Regions from separate parts of the Mus musculus genome. Here region 2 is linked to region 1. Evidence: chromatin contacts called from public Hi-C data. All regions are on one chromosome and are shown on one strand. The core of a region is the stretch at or near the end of the contact, and the rest is flanking DNA. Distances in the headings are between cores, read along the strand shown.

Region 1 (6,523 bases), core at 688-3,187:
TTCTTATTATCCAATGGAAAAAGATAACTTTACAATGCTCAACACTAAGCAAATGCCACTGAGAAAGGAAAAAATAAAACAAAAACAAAACAAAACAAAAAAGAATAATAAAGGGGGGGAAGGCACCCTGGTCTACAGAGCTGGCTAGTTCCAGAACAGAGAAACACTGTCTTAAAGGGGAAAAAAAAGTATTGTACACTTCTGGAATGATATACTGAAAATGTTATCATACAAAGCATGGTCAAAAATGGCTTAGCTGGAATCAATAGAAGGAAACAATTAGATGAGACTAAACAAAGCCAACCAATGGCCAACTCTTCCTGGTCATTATGACATAAAAAACACGCTCATTTAGGATGTATGAAATGGAAAACTGTCTAAATCAAAAGACTTCAAAGTATAAGTTGTTTTTATGTGTCTTTTAATGTATTCCCTGCCAAAGGGAACAAGTGATACTTGACTGAGTCATAAATGCTTTGAAAATGTTATTATCTAAAAACAACTTTAAGTCAGTCCTGGTGGTGCATGCCTTTAATCCCAGCACTGTAGAGACAGAGGCAGGCACATCTGTGAACGACTTCCAGGACAGGTGAGCTACAAAGAGAAACTGCCTTGATAAACCAAAATCAAAATAAAATAAAAACAGAATTAAATCTATAAAAGTTAGTAGAAATACAAATTGTAAGTCTACATGTTATATTTGTGTACTCCACCATGGTTAAAGTTTCACATGTTATATGAAGAATGACACTGTTTTTAGAATACATAAGGTAGAGAACTTGGGTGTTAAATACTGAGATCAACTCTCCTAAGGGTCAGCAAAATTTATAAATTAAGAGATGAGGGACTGGAAGGATGGCTCAGTGGTTAAGAGCACTGACTGTTCTTCCAAAGGTCCAGAGTTCAAATCTCAGCAACCACATGATGGCTCACAACCATCTGTAACAAAATTTAACTCCCTCTTCCGGGGTGTCTGAAGACAGCTACAGTGTACTCACATATAATAAATAAATAAATCTAAAAAAAAAATGGTGGAACAGGTCTATAAAAGCGAACTGTGTGTGTGTGTGTGTGTGTGTGTGTGTGTGTGTATGTGTGTGTGATCCATCAGGATAAAGGCTGCAGAGAAACACCTGCCTTTAAGATACTTTCAAAGCGCCAGGTGGTGGTGGCACACGCTTTTAATCCCAGCACTTGGGAGGCAGAGGCAGGAGAATTTCTGAGTTCCAGGCCAGCCTGGTCTACAGAATGAGTTCCAGGACAGCCAGGGCTATACAGGATGCATTAAGGTATCTAGAGCCACCTAACATATGGCCATCCGAAGCCTGCCAGGCCAGCCAAGTTCGTGGCAAGTTCAGGGTGGCCAGAGTGAAGCAGGAAAAGCGAGGTAAGCTTGAGACCAGAGACCCAACGGGTGACACCGACCTGACACCGGGCATACCACCGACGGGCTCGGGCCTTGGCAAGGAGGGACTGAGCGAGTGAAGCCCACGCTTGCTTCTTCCCTCCCACAGCTCCTACACAAGCTCGGCCACCCACGAGGGCCGCCCGGGTGCTCACTGTCACCGTTTCCCGATGACACCTCCCTCCCTGGGCGCGCTCCGTTTCCCAGATCCGGCGTGAAACGTCGTTTGGGTCCCAACTCCTCGACTTGTCCACCCGCGGGGACGCACACACCGGGAGGTCACACTCTTCCCTCACGGCCCTCTGGACACCCGGGCCGCAGGCCGCGGGGCTACCATCACCACAGGACTCACCCTGAGGTTCCCCTTAGTCCGCTGCTTGTTCTTCCCGCCCATGGTGGCGGTGGCAGCCCGGCTCTCAGTCTGCAGAGCCGAAGTTGACACGGGCGGGCCACAACTTCCGGTCCCTCGCGCCGGAAGGGGATTCACTGTAGCCACTTCCCCCTCGCCCTCCCAGCCTTTCGGCTTCCTACTTCCGCTCCCGCCTCCCTGTCAGGACTCTGACCATCCGCTGCCTGAAACGTAACAAAGAAGGCCACGCCTGCCTGAGTGGCGTCACTGCTGACCAATAAGAAACCAGCGTTGAGCCCGTGGCGCCAAACCTGTCCGAGATATTTGTAGTGGAGAGATTTCCTTCCTAGTGTGTAGGAATTTGCTCTTCCAGAGGTCCTGAGTTCGATTCCCAGCAACCACATGGTAGCTCACAACCATCTGCAATGGGATCTGACGCCCTTTTCTGGTGTGTCTGAAGAAAGCTACAGTGTACTCATATAAATAAAATAAATCTTTAAAAATAAAATGAAATAATAAAAGCAGAGGAGTTGGGGCGACTAACTTGGTAGAGTGCTTTCCTGGCATTCCTGAAGGCTGAGTTTGATTCCCTACATTGAGCAAACCAGGTCTGCTGGCACACCCTCCCAATACCAGCACTGAAGACACAGAGAAGAGGAGAATCACAAATTTAAGGTCAGCTTTGCACACTTAAAGTTCAAGGGCAGCCTGGGATATATGAAAATCTATCTCGAAATAGGAAATAAAAAGAAAAAAGAATCATCAGGTCACATAGGCATGAGACACTGTCTTAAAGAAACAACAAGAAACCATTTGAGCTCTACTCATGCCCCAGTCTTCAGCGATGCAAGGCCAGATAGGGGCCAAATCTAAACACATGCAATTTGAAATGAACCACAAACACCAATGAGGAAGGCTTTATACTGTTTGTACTTTAAAAGACAGGGTAGTTTCAAACTTCTGACTACTGATAACAAGCACAGATTGTTTAAAATTTCATTTTATTTCAAAGGTCTGGAGACAGGCTGGGATTAACATTGGGTCCGCATGTGGCAAGGTGTCTTGTACAATGACATCTCTGAGATAGCTTGGCCCTTTCTCTTGCCATCACTTCAGGGGCCATGGCAGAAAGAGAAGAGAGGCAAATTCATCCCCAGAAATCCTGCACTGTAACCTACAGCCCAATGCAGCTGCAAGAGAGGCCAGGAGGGTGAACAGGCAGCTTTTCCAGGTTCCTAGTGAAGGCAGAAGAGTGTGGGAAATCCCTAGCAAGTCGAACCATCAAAATTACCTTCACATATAATTTGTCTTTCAAGTTTCATGAGACAGAGCCTCGTGTAGCCCAGCTGGCCTTCAACTTCCCATCCTCCTGCCTCTACTTCCCAAGTGCTGGGATTATAAGCATGTGCCTTCAGATCCAGCTCACGTCAAGAAATTTCCACCAAGCTGTAGAGATGGCTCAGAGGTTAAAAGGGTGCACTGCTCTTGCAGAGGACCCAAGTTTGGCTCCCAGCACCCACACCGGGTACCTCACAACCTCCTGTAACTCCAGCTCCAGGGGATCTGATACCCCAAATATATTTACATGTTTATGTTCATGCATGCACCCTTGGAGGACAGAGTACATCAAATGCCCTGAAGTAAAGACATATAGGTAGTTATGAGCTCCCTGCCAGGGGTGCTGGGAACTGAACTTAGGTCCTTGGCACTAGCAGCATATGCTCTTAACTTCTGAGTCATTTCTCCACCCTTCTCACTTAGTAATTTAAAGCTTACAAGTCGAAACCCAGTTTTTCTCTCAGGCATGGCAAGTTTTAACTGATACATTTCAGCCATATTAATTTTCTTCTTGTGACCCCAACCCTAGTACATCCTAGAATGGAGCTGAAATTGAATTTCAAGGAAAAACAGGAAGAAATGATCAACAGAGGAACAGTGAGCCAACAGGTCTGACTTCCCCTCTGCTCAGTCACTGTCCTTCTACACCAAAGAACATCTGGAAAACATCCCCACATCCCCTGGCATTTAAGAACTGATACAGCTGGCCAAAGTCCATGTGGTTTCCTCTGGCTCCGTGGACACTGAAGGCCTTTTCTTCAAGAATGGGAAATTTCCGCTGTCCTTCCATTCCGCCGGCTGTACCGTCAAGAGGAATGTCTTCTCGATGACGAATTAAAATCCTCTTCCAGTTTAGTTTTCTGAGTCTGAAACATAGTTTTTCAGAGTAGAAAATTTCAAAACATATTTTGTACAGAAGTGAGCTAGAATCTGTAAGACAGACTTATCAGAGTTGGTAGTGAGGGCACACGCATTAACCCCAGGACATGGGAGGCAGAATTCAGATCTCTGTGAATTGGAGACCAGCCTGGTCTGCATAAAGTGTTCTACACCGGCCAAGGCTATATAGTGATATCCTGTCTCAAAAACCAAACAACAAAGGATTACTTGCCAGTGTGTGTTCCTGTAAGCACGGAGATACTCTCACAGGGGCTTACTTTCCTCAAATGGTTCTCATTACACCTGAACACGCACTGATGGTCACCATTACTATCTTCCATTAGAATGGGACTTTTGATTTTAATAATCATTTATTTTGGGGAGAGTGTCACGTGAATCTCAGGCTGGCTTCTGTCTTGGCTTGTAGCCAAAGGTGGCACTGAACTCTGGATCTTATCCTTTCTGCCTTCAAAGGGCCAAGATTACTGGTGTACCTCCCTGCCTGGTATACGTGGTACTGAGGACAGAACCCAACGCCTTGTGCATGCCAGGCAAGCACTCTTCCAGTAAGCTACAAACTCAGCGACTGCTGCCAATATTTTATAACTGTACAAACTGCTGACCCTTGAACTAGTTAAGGAACGTCTCAGAAACTGAGGAGAGAAGTAAGATTGCTGGCTTTGCTAATGCTCACAAGTAATCTCCATTTCCACAAGTCGAAAGTTGATCATAGTCATTAGATAAGGGAAGGGCAGATTCACGAAAACTGGCAGGTCCAAGACAGCTTGGAGGGTGTGGGATGGTGAGCTGTGCACAGACAGCCTGGTCCCCTGCTGAGCACAGGCCTTGAACCCGGGTGACCCCAGGGACAACAGGTGTTTGGCCACTGGCTCCTGTTGCAGCCACAGACTCCCAACCTCCCCTCCCCTGCAGAGAGGTATGTGGCCATCAGTCATGTAGGCAATGCCCCAAGTTCCTGGTATTCTGTGTGGACTCCAGCTCCACAGTTACCTGGCAACAGCTAGGTAGGCCCCGCCCACTATAAAAGGGGCTGCTTGCCCCCTCCTCCCTCTCTGACTCTCTTTCTCTTACTCCTGCTTCCCACTTGTCCCCTCTCTCCCTATCCCCTTCCCCCTTCTCTCCACATGGCCATGGCCAGCCTCTACTTCCCTACTCGTTCCCTCTCTCTGCCTTTCTACAATAAACGCCTTAAAACCATGGACTGCCTCTTCCCATCGGGACTCACTGTGCTGGAGCAATGGAGCAGGTCTTCCACTAAAGGGCCAGCATCTAACCTCCCGCCCGGGAGACCTCCCTGCATTCTCCACCACGGCTTCCACCAACCCAAGAGCCGCTGCACAAGACAAGGACTCTCGTCCCTGTGAGAATCTGCCAGAGCTCTCTCCTCCCGTCCTTTTTTCCCTTAGACCCCAGGTCACAGTCCACCCACGGGCTCCCACTTTGTTCTCAGCTCTTCCATGGCATACAGTGGCATCTGGGATGTCTGAGAGTGAGAACCTTTCTTCCCCAGCCTCTGTACAGGCCCGGAGATTCTGTGTGGACTTCAGATTGCGCCTTCCCCACCCCCGAAGCGGGGTCCTGGGGCGTCTCACAGCCTTCGCCTACCATGGGGGTGCGCGCTGCCAAACTCCCCGCATCAGCCTCATCCAGCAGCCAGAGCCCTGGGCCGGACGCAGGACACCATATTTGACCCACATGGGGGGAGGGGCTCAATTCATTCTTCATACATTTATAGGTGTGCCCTGTGCTAGGGAAGGAATAGGTAATGCTATGTGTGTCTTCTACCTTACCACACACTTGAGACTGAATCCTCATCAAGACATCCCTCTGGAACATACTTATGTCTACGTCTCTTGTATCATCTTTCAAATTACAACTACTGATGTGCTATGTAATACAGGTGAAACCTCACCTTGACCAGAATTCCTCACAAGCACTTTGCGGGCCTTCCACACAAACAACACCAGGTTTCCCAGGCATGCTAAACCCAGTCAGGGACAATTCCTTTGCCCACTCTAGGATGTTTCTTCTTTTGCACTTGTTGTAGATGTGATGGCTGTAGATCCAGAGCCTCGTGAAAGCGAGATCCTCTGGCTGGGCTGTGCTTTGCCTGGCGGGGGAGGGCAAAGCTTCTATGTTGACATAGTCAAAGGCATGCTCTTTAACCCACTCTGTGGCATTCAGGATACAGACATCTCCAAGACAGTTCTTCTGCAGGTATGCTATCAGATCTGTGTTCAGCTGAGTCTGCTGGGATCTACTCAGCGATACTGATCTGATGGGAAACACACAGGGAAAAAAGAAACTCAGTCGATGCCCTTGGACAAGGAAATAAACGTAAGAGTTACTTTTGTCTTCGTGCTAATTTTGACCTGCATAGTGGACACGATTTCTGTAACATACCTCACTGTAATTTCGGGCAGGACTGTAGGATATTTAAAGGGAAGAATGCAAGACAAAGAAAACGTCACCTGAGGAGGAGGAGGAAGAAAAAAGCTATAAACATTGTTCTAACTCGAGCGCGCGCACGC
Region 2 (6,509 bases), core at 1,488-3,987, 320 kb after region 1:
CCCAGGCCAGTCTGGCTGAGGAAATTCTCTACTTGAGGTTCCCTCTTCTGGATGACTCTAGGTTTTTTGTTTTTTGTTTTTTTTTTCAAGTTGGCAGCTGAAGCTAACAATGAAAGGGGCTATTTCTTTCACAAGTTGGCATGAATGCAGACAAAGGATTATGAACTATTTCCTTCACAAGTTGGCATGAATGCAGACAAAGGATTATGAACCAGACATACTGAGTCTAGATCGTAGCACTTTGATATTTATCACCCTCATTTCACAGATTAGTTATCAAATTAAACTGAGCTAATGTTACAGGATAAAAAATGTTACATATTGAATAGGTATATACTTACATATGATTATTATAAATTGGGCTAGAGATATAAATTAAAGTTAATACAAGGTAAAAGTAGACATAGTTTTGACCAGGAATTTTATCCTGAGGAATTTGCTTCCATAAAATAATCTTATGAAAGCAGGGTCCCTGTGCATCAAGTAGTATGATAGCATCATTCATTACACTAAAGAGAAACATCCAGTGGAAGAGAATGCTGTAACAAGTTATGTTGGCATGCTAAGATGTCGTCTTCAACTACATTCATTAAATAATTACATAGAATATTCAAATTTCCCAATAGCATGATGGAAATCAGCACCTATCTGAATATCCAAGTTCCCTATATATATACATACATATACACATACACACACATATATATACACATACACACACGCATACACACACACACACACATATATATTCCTTCCACGCACACTCATTTCATTTATATATATACACACACACAGAGAACACACACCACTCCTTCCTTTTGTGAAAAGTTGAAAATTATTTTTATTCTTCTTGCAATGTGTTCTTTTTGAGATAGAAGGCGCTCACTATCCCTCAGAAAACTTATTCTCCAGTGAGTCCTTTGTTCACACAATGGCAAACTCCCTACCTAGAATTAGGAAGCTTATCCACACACAGCTAAAACATCTTTGAATAAAGCCACCTAGGGCTGAGAGCGCTGTGTGAAGAATTACTCATCTGTACTGCTATGGGGGGGGGGGGGGCATTGCCTCTGGGTAAGAACGTGGTGGGTTTTTAGAAGGACGGTGGAGGGTACTGTGGCTGCCGGTGACGTATGGCCAGGACTGGGCTAGAGAGAACCATGGAGCTAAAGGCAGTAAAGAGGCATGGACACAAGTCCAGGGGCAGAAATTGCTAGATCCAGTGCTGTAGTTTTTCTTGTTCTCCACTGTAATTCTCTCTGTTTTAAGCAAGTCCTCAGTGAACTGTGTTTATGTGATCATCCATGTATTTCCTGTAGTTTTGAGAATAAGGGGAGAGGCCTCTTGTTCTTAGGTAAGATCAGAACTTGGATTGCATAGACTGGTGGTGGTAAGAATGACTCGGGGAGACGTGAGGAGGCAGTCACTGAAGCAGTGGCTCCAAATGAGAACGACGTATGGTGTGGTAGACAGTGTTTGAATTTACCGAGTATTTCATTCACGCCTGCTAAACCCAGGAAAGGTCATGTCTCAGGGTTTTATTGCTGTGAAGAGACACCATGACCATGGCAACTCTTTTTTTTTTTTCATTTTTTAATTAGATATTTTCTTCATTTACATTTCAAATGCTATTCCGAAAGTCCCCTATACCCTTCCCTGCCCTGCTCCCCAACCCACCCACTCCCACTTCCTGGCCCTGGCATTCCCCTGAACTGGGGCATATGATCTTCACAAGACCAAGAGCCTCTCCTCCCATTGATGGCCGACTAGGCCATCCTCTGCTACATATGCAACCAGAGACACAGTTCTGTGTGTGTGTGTGTGTGTGTGGGGGGGTACTGGTTAGTTCATATTGTTGATCCTCGTATAGAGTTGCAGACCCCTTCAGCTCCTTGGGTACTTTCTCTAGCTCCTTCATTAGGGGCCCTGTGTTCCATCCAATAGATGACTGTGAGCATCCACTGCTATATTTGCCAGGCACTGGCATAGCCTCACCAGAGATAGCTATACCAGGGTCCTGTCAGCAAAATCTTGCTAGCCTATGCAATAGTGTCTGGGTTGACCACGGCAATTCTTATAAAGGCAAACATTTCATTGGGGCTGGCATACAGCTTCAGAGGGGTGGCCCATTATCATCATGGCAGGAAACACAGCAGCACTCAGGTAGACATGGTGCTGGAGGAGCTGAGAGTTCTACATCTTGATCTCTAGGCAGCAGGAGGGAACTGGAGTTCCATACTGGGCAGAGCTTGGGCATATAAAAGACCTCAAAGGCTCACCTCTAGAGTGACAACTTACTCTAATAAGGCCACACCTCCTGGTAGTGCCACTCTCCATGGGGCTCAAATCTATTCAAATCATCACGGGCCATTTGCTGAAAAGTGGGTGGATAATGAAATACAGGCAGGAAAACCCCTGGGCAGATGCACCAAGAAGCACTACATAGCACTCTCTGTCCTCTTTCTCGCCTGTACAAGCCGGAGCTATCTTCGCTTGGCATGTGGTGTGGATATGAAGGGTTAGCTTTACGCATCATGCGGATTTTCTCAGGCACTGGCCACATCACCAGCTGTGCTGTGTCTCTGTGTGTGTCTGTGAGGACACTTATGGATAACCTTAGCACTGGGATGAGCGACTCAGTACCCTCGACTGCCATCTCTCACTAAGTGGGTCTCACCCGGTCAATCCACCGAGGTTCTGAAAAGAACAGGAAGCAGAGAACGCACCCACTTCCGGTTGCCTTTGCTCTCAGACACGCCCTGGGTTCTCAGGCCTTCGGATTCGCATGCACCTAGTTTTGCTGGGTCTTCTGCTTGCGTATGGCAGATGGCAGAACTTCTCAGTTACCGTAGACCAGTGAGCTGTTTGCTCAGAATCTCCGTGCTGATGACTGATAAGGCCTTCCAGCTCTTCCCCTAGAACACCTCAAGAAGCGAATAAGCCTGTGCAGTTGTGAACAATTGAGAGCTGGGGCCATTTATTATTGTGGTATAGTTTGACGTGTCTTGATTTATACCATAGCATTTCCCAAGATACAAAGACGTAGAACACAGAAAAGCTGAACCCTTTATTGAGTGAGACCCAGGAGGGGAGTTCTGTAGATCTGCCGATCCTGTGGGTGGTTAGGCTTGAACTTGCACTTGGGGGTTTCATGCTGATGCCAAATAGGGCATTTATACTCTTCTGAAATGCCACTTCTGCCATATAAACATTTGTTTGCTCACTCAACAGCCCAACACTCACCTTTCACCTCCTAATTATTCAAACCATCATACTCAGAGACTCTAATGACAGCCGCCATGGGTACATAAACACCAGTGTAGAAAGCATGTATCTGATGAGCTCAGGCTTGCTTTATACGTGATTATCAAAAACTATCATTGAGAGAAGAACTGTACTCTTGGAAAGTCCTGAAAACCCCTGTCTTAGCCACTCTCCCAATTTTTACAACAGGAAGCTAATCTGCATATTATATTTTAAAAAGATTTTTAAAAGATTTGACCATTGAAGATGCATTTAAAACAATCCTCCTAGTTCCACGAGGGCAGCCACCCAGATCAATTAGAAAGGCCTCAATACTTTACAGCAGCCCGGGCATTGATGGGCATGAGTTACAGACAGAGGACTCAGCATTTGTTGCAGGGAGTTGGGAGGTCAGCCCAAAGAAGCTGTGCTTGAAAAGCAGCCTCCATAAATACTCTGTCTGTCCCTGTTCTGCCTCTCAGTAAAAGCAAGTAGAGAAACCAGAGCGTTACCCAGATAACTAGAGAGAAACAAGATTGGTGTTCGTGGCAGGTAACGAGGAGAAGTTCCTCTAGATTTTCCAGGTTTCTATTCTTTGCCTCCTGGGGTCAGCAAGAATCTGATCTGGCTCACAGAAGCCGCTTCAGACAAGGCCAAGGCTCCCAGGGGCTGCATAATGCTTCTTAGGAATTCCCCGACTCCTCGATCCGGATTTTGAAACAGCTCTGTCAGATCTCGCGGCCACGCTGTTCCCACGGGTTCATGGCAAAACCCCAATACTGCGACTGCTGTGAAATTGTTAAGCTGTTTGTGAAACCTCAGAAAGCAATGTCTCGGGCAGCTCCTACTTACGATGCTGGTGTAAGAGGACAGGGCTCTTACAGGGTGGGCAAAGGAGACCAACTGTGGCTGAGACAGGGCAGAAGATGCTGTGTGTCTGTTTCTGTAGGAGATACTTGCAGCATCCTGTGTAACACATTCCCGCAAGGCAGAACCCCTCACCGACTACCACTGCAGATGAGAACAGGAAGATTCACTAATCACACGAGGCAGGTCAAGGACCCAGGCGTGGTGGCGCACGTCTTTAATCTCAGCGCTCGGAAGGCAGAGGCAGGTGGATTTCTGAGTTCAAGGCCAGCCTGGTCTACAAAGTGAGTTCCAGGACAGCCAGGGCTATACAGAAAAACCCTGTCTCGGAAAACAAACAAACAAAATCAAAAAACAAAAAAACACAAAAGGACCCTTAAACGTGGAGGGAACCACATGACAGGGCGGTGAGCTGTGCCCTGTGTTAGATGAGATAAGAGTCCTCAGGACAGTCCCACTCACCTCAACTCTAGTGGCAGATCGGGCAGCTGGATCAGCACTGGAGTCAAAGCCCCCGTCACTCAGTAAGACCTGGATGGCCGTGGCTGGTCTGCTTGCTGTCTTGAGACGTAACTTGTTAAAAACCGACCGTAGCAGGGGTGAAAGGAGGAGAGGCTGAGAAGAGGGAACAGCCGGAGGAGGCTCAGCACAGGCAAGGAAGCACCTGGTTGGCCAACGGCCTCCTCAACCAAGAAGAACCCTGGAGTCGTTCTGCGCCTGCATTCATTGGGAGCCTCAGACTCTGGAACTACCAGTGTGCCACTATGGGGCCCAAGAGCTCAAGTTCTCATGCTGGACTTGGCTCCTATAACACGACCCACTTTGCCATCACCCCTCCAGCAGGATGATTGACACTCATCAAGTCTTGGAAGTAAAAAGATCAATCCCCTGCCCCCATACCAAGCTCAGTTATCTTGCTGTTTTTCGCGTTCCCAGTCCGTGTGGAAAAGGCTCCCCTTTAGTTACCCTAAGAGAAGAGGATCTGGGGAGTCTGCCTAGCCCACAGACTGCACAGGAAGTGTGGGCAGCAGAGGGACCCGGCGTGCAACGCAGAAACGTAAGTGAAGCCAGTTGTGGACATCAACTGCTCCAGACTCAACACTAGCAAAGTGACCTAGCAAAGGAAACAAGACTTGACGTGTGCCTGTGGGCATTTCCGGAGATGTAGCTCACAATGATCTGGATCACCAGTTTCCGGAGATCCAATTCCTTCCCTCTTCTGACCTCCTGACCTCTGTGAGCACAGGGCACATGTACTACATAGACATACGTGAAGGTTCAACATTCACACACACACACACTTACATAAATCTAAAAGTAATTTTAAAAAAATAGCTAGATTATCTAAAGAATTGCAAAAAGTAAGCAACAAAACCATCAGTAAATGGACCAACCAATCCATTTAGTAAACGGTTCTCAAAGAGTTACACATGGCCAATAAATACATAAAATATGGTCAACACTCCTAATCTACAGGAAAACGCAAATGAATTCTGCTAAAATAGAATGGCTGTCATTAAGCAAACAAAGGACTACAAATTCTGGTTGAGGATCTGAAAAAGAACAGCCAGCGGGAGTGTGAGCTGACGCAGCCACCGTGGAGACTTCTAATGCCGTGTACAGCAGCAGTGCCGCCCCGCGTCAGATACATAACACTGAAGTTTCTAAGTCAATGTAGCGTAGCGATACTTACACACCTGTGCCTAATTGTATCCCTACTCTCAATAGATCGGCAATGGGCCCAACACAGATGTCTGCAAAGAGATGAGTGGGTAAAAATAAATGAGACAGTTATGTGAATGGAATATTATTATGCAATAAAAAAAGAAATCGTGGCATTTACAAGAAATTTGTTGCAAGTAGAAACCACGTTAAGTGCAGTAAGCAGGGACCCAGGCGCAGCGCATAGACACGACAGGAAATTAAGGGTGGGAACTATTTGGGGTGGGGGTGGAGGTAACTCCTGGAGAGGAGCGGCGACCAAGTTCAGGGTGGAGAATGGGGGAATCCATGGAGACACTGGTGAGCGAGCGCCACAGGCCAGTACTCGCACGCTAAGCTAACTTAAAGACCAATGGGAAAAGCCAGTTTCCACCATGACTTTGACTTACAAACACTCATCAGAATAATTCTTTTCCTTTGGTGTGTGATACAGAGGTGTGTGTGTTAGATGGTCTGACGCATGACCGTTGTTTTTGTTTTTCCAGAACCACCGACTTTGGGTATCTCTAGGGTGCCCTTGGTATTGAATGCCTTGCGCATGGCGCCCCCTGCTGGAAAATCAAAGGATATCATTATAGACCTCTATCACCATTGTCCTACGTTATGGCTGATGCTGTTACAAGATGTGACTTCCTCAAGATTACGGCATTCATAGTAGCCAAAGGCCTACATATCAA

The links. A called contact is a pair of places that touch in the nucleus more often than the background predicts.
Region 2: a Hi-C map of CD8 T cells shows a contact between it and region 1, with 4 times the contacts expected there. The contact joins the enhancer-like site here to the promoter of Ltn1 in region 1. A contact is called at or near these places in 10 of 39 promoter capture datasets (the C10 cell line, the HPC-7 cell line, cranial neural crest and 5 more), 1 of 484 Hi-C or Micro-C datasets (CD8 T cells), 2 of 115 datasets of contacts at active chromatin or transcription factors (bone marrow-derived macrophages and stem cell-derived neural progenitor cells) and 2 of 9 other capture datasets (adipose tissue and liver).

Annotation. Positions count from the first base shown.
Region 1 is chr16:87,430,669-87,437,191 of GRCm38.p6, forward strand. Ltn1 (listerin E3 ubiquitin protein ligase 1) reads right to left here and starts at 1,938. Exons shown (of 30, transcript NM_001081068.1): 1 at 1,758-1,938. The coding sequence starts at 1,799. Rwdd2b (RWD domain containing 2B) reads right to left here. Exons shown (of 5, transcript NM_016924.2): 3 at 6,396-6,463; 4 at 5,905-6,267; 5 at 2,663-3,958. The coding sequence ends at 3,724.
Region 2 is chr16:87,748,699-87,755,207 of GRCm38.p6, forward strand. Gm32925 (a long non-coding RNA gene) reads left to right here. Exons shown (of 5, transcript XR_001781984.1): 2 at 6,318-6,509. Among named protein-coding and RNA genes, the nearest start is that of Gm32925, 13 kb to the left of the region's middle. Within about 2 kb of position 2,738, at least 11 of the 459 cell types and tissues checked have an H3K27ac peak or open chromatin away from gene starts, as enhancers often do. A contact at or near this core is called in CD8 T cells, where this site is marked.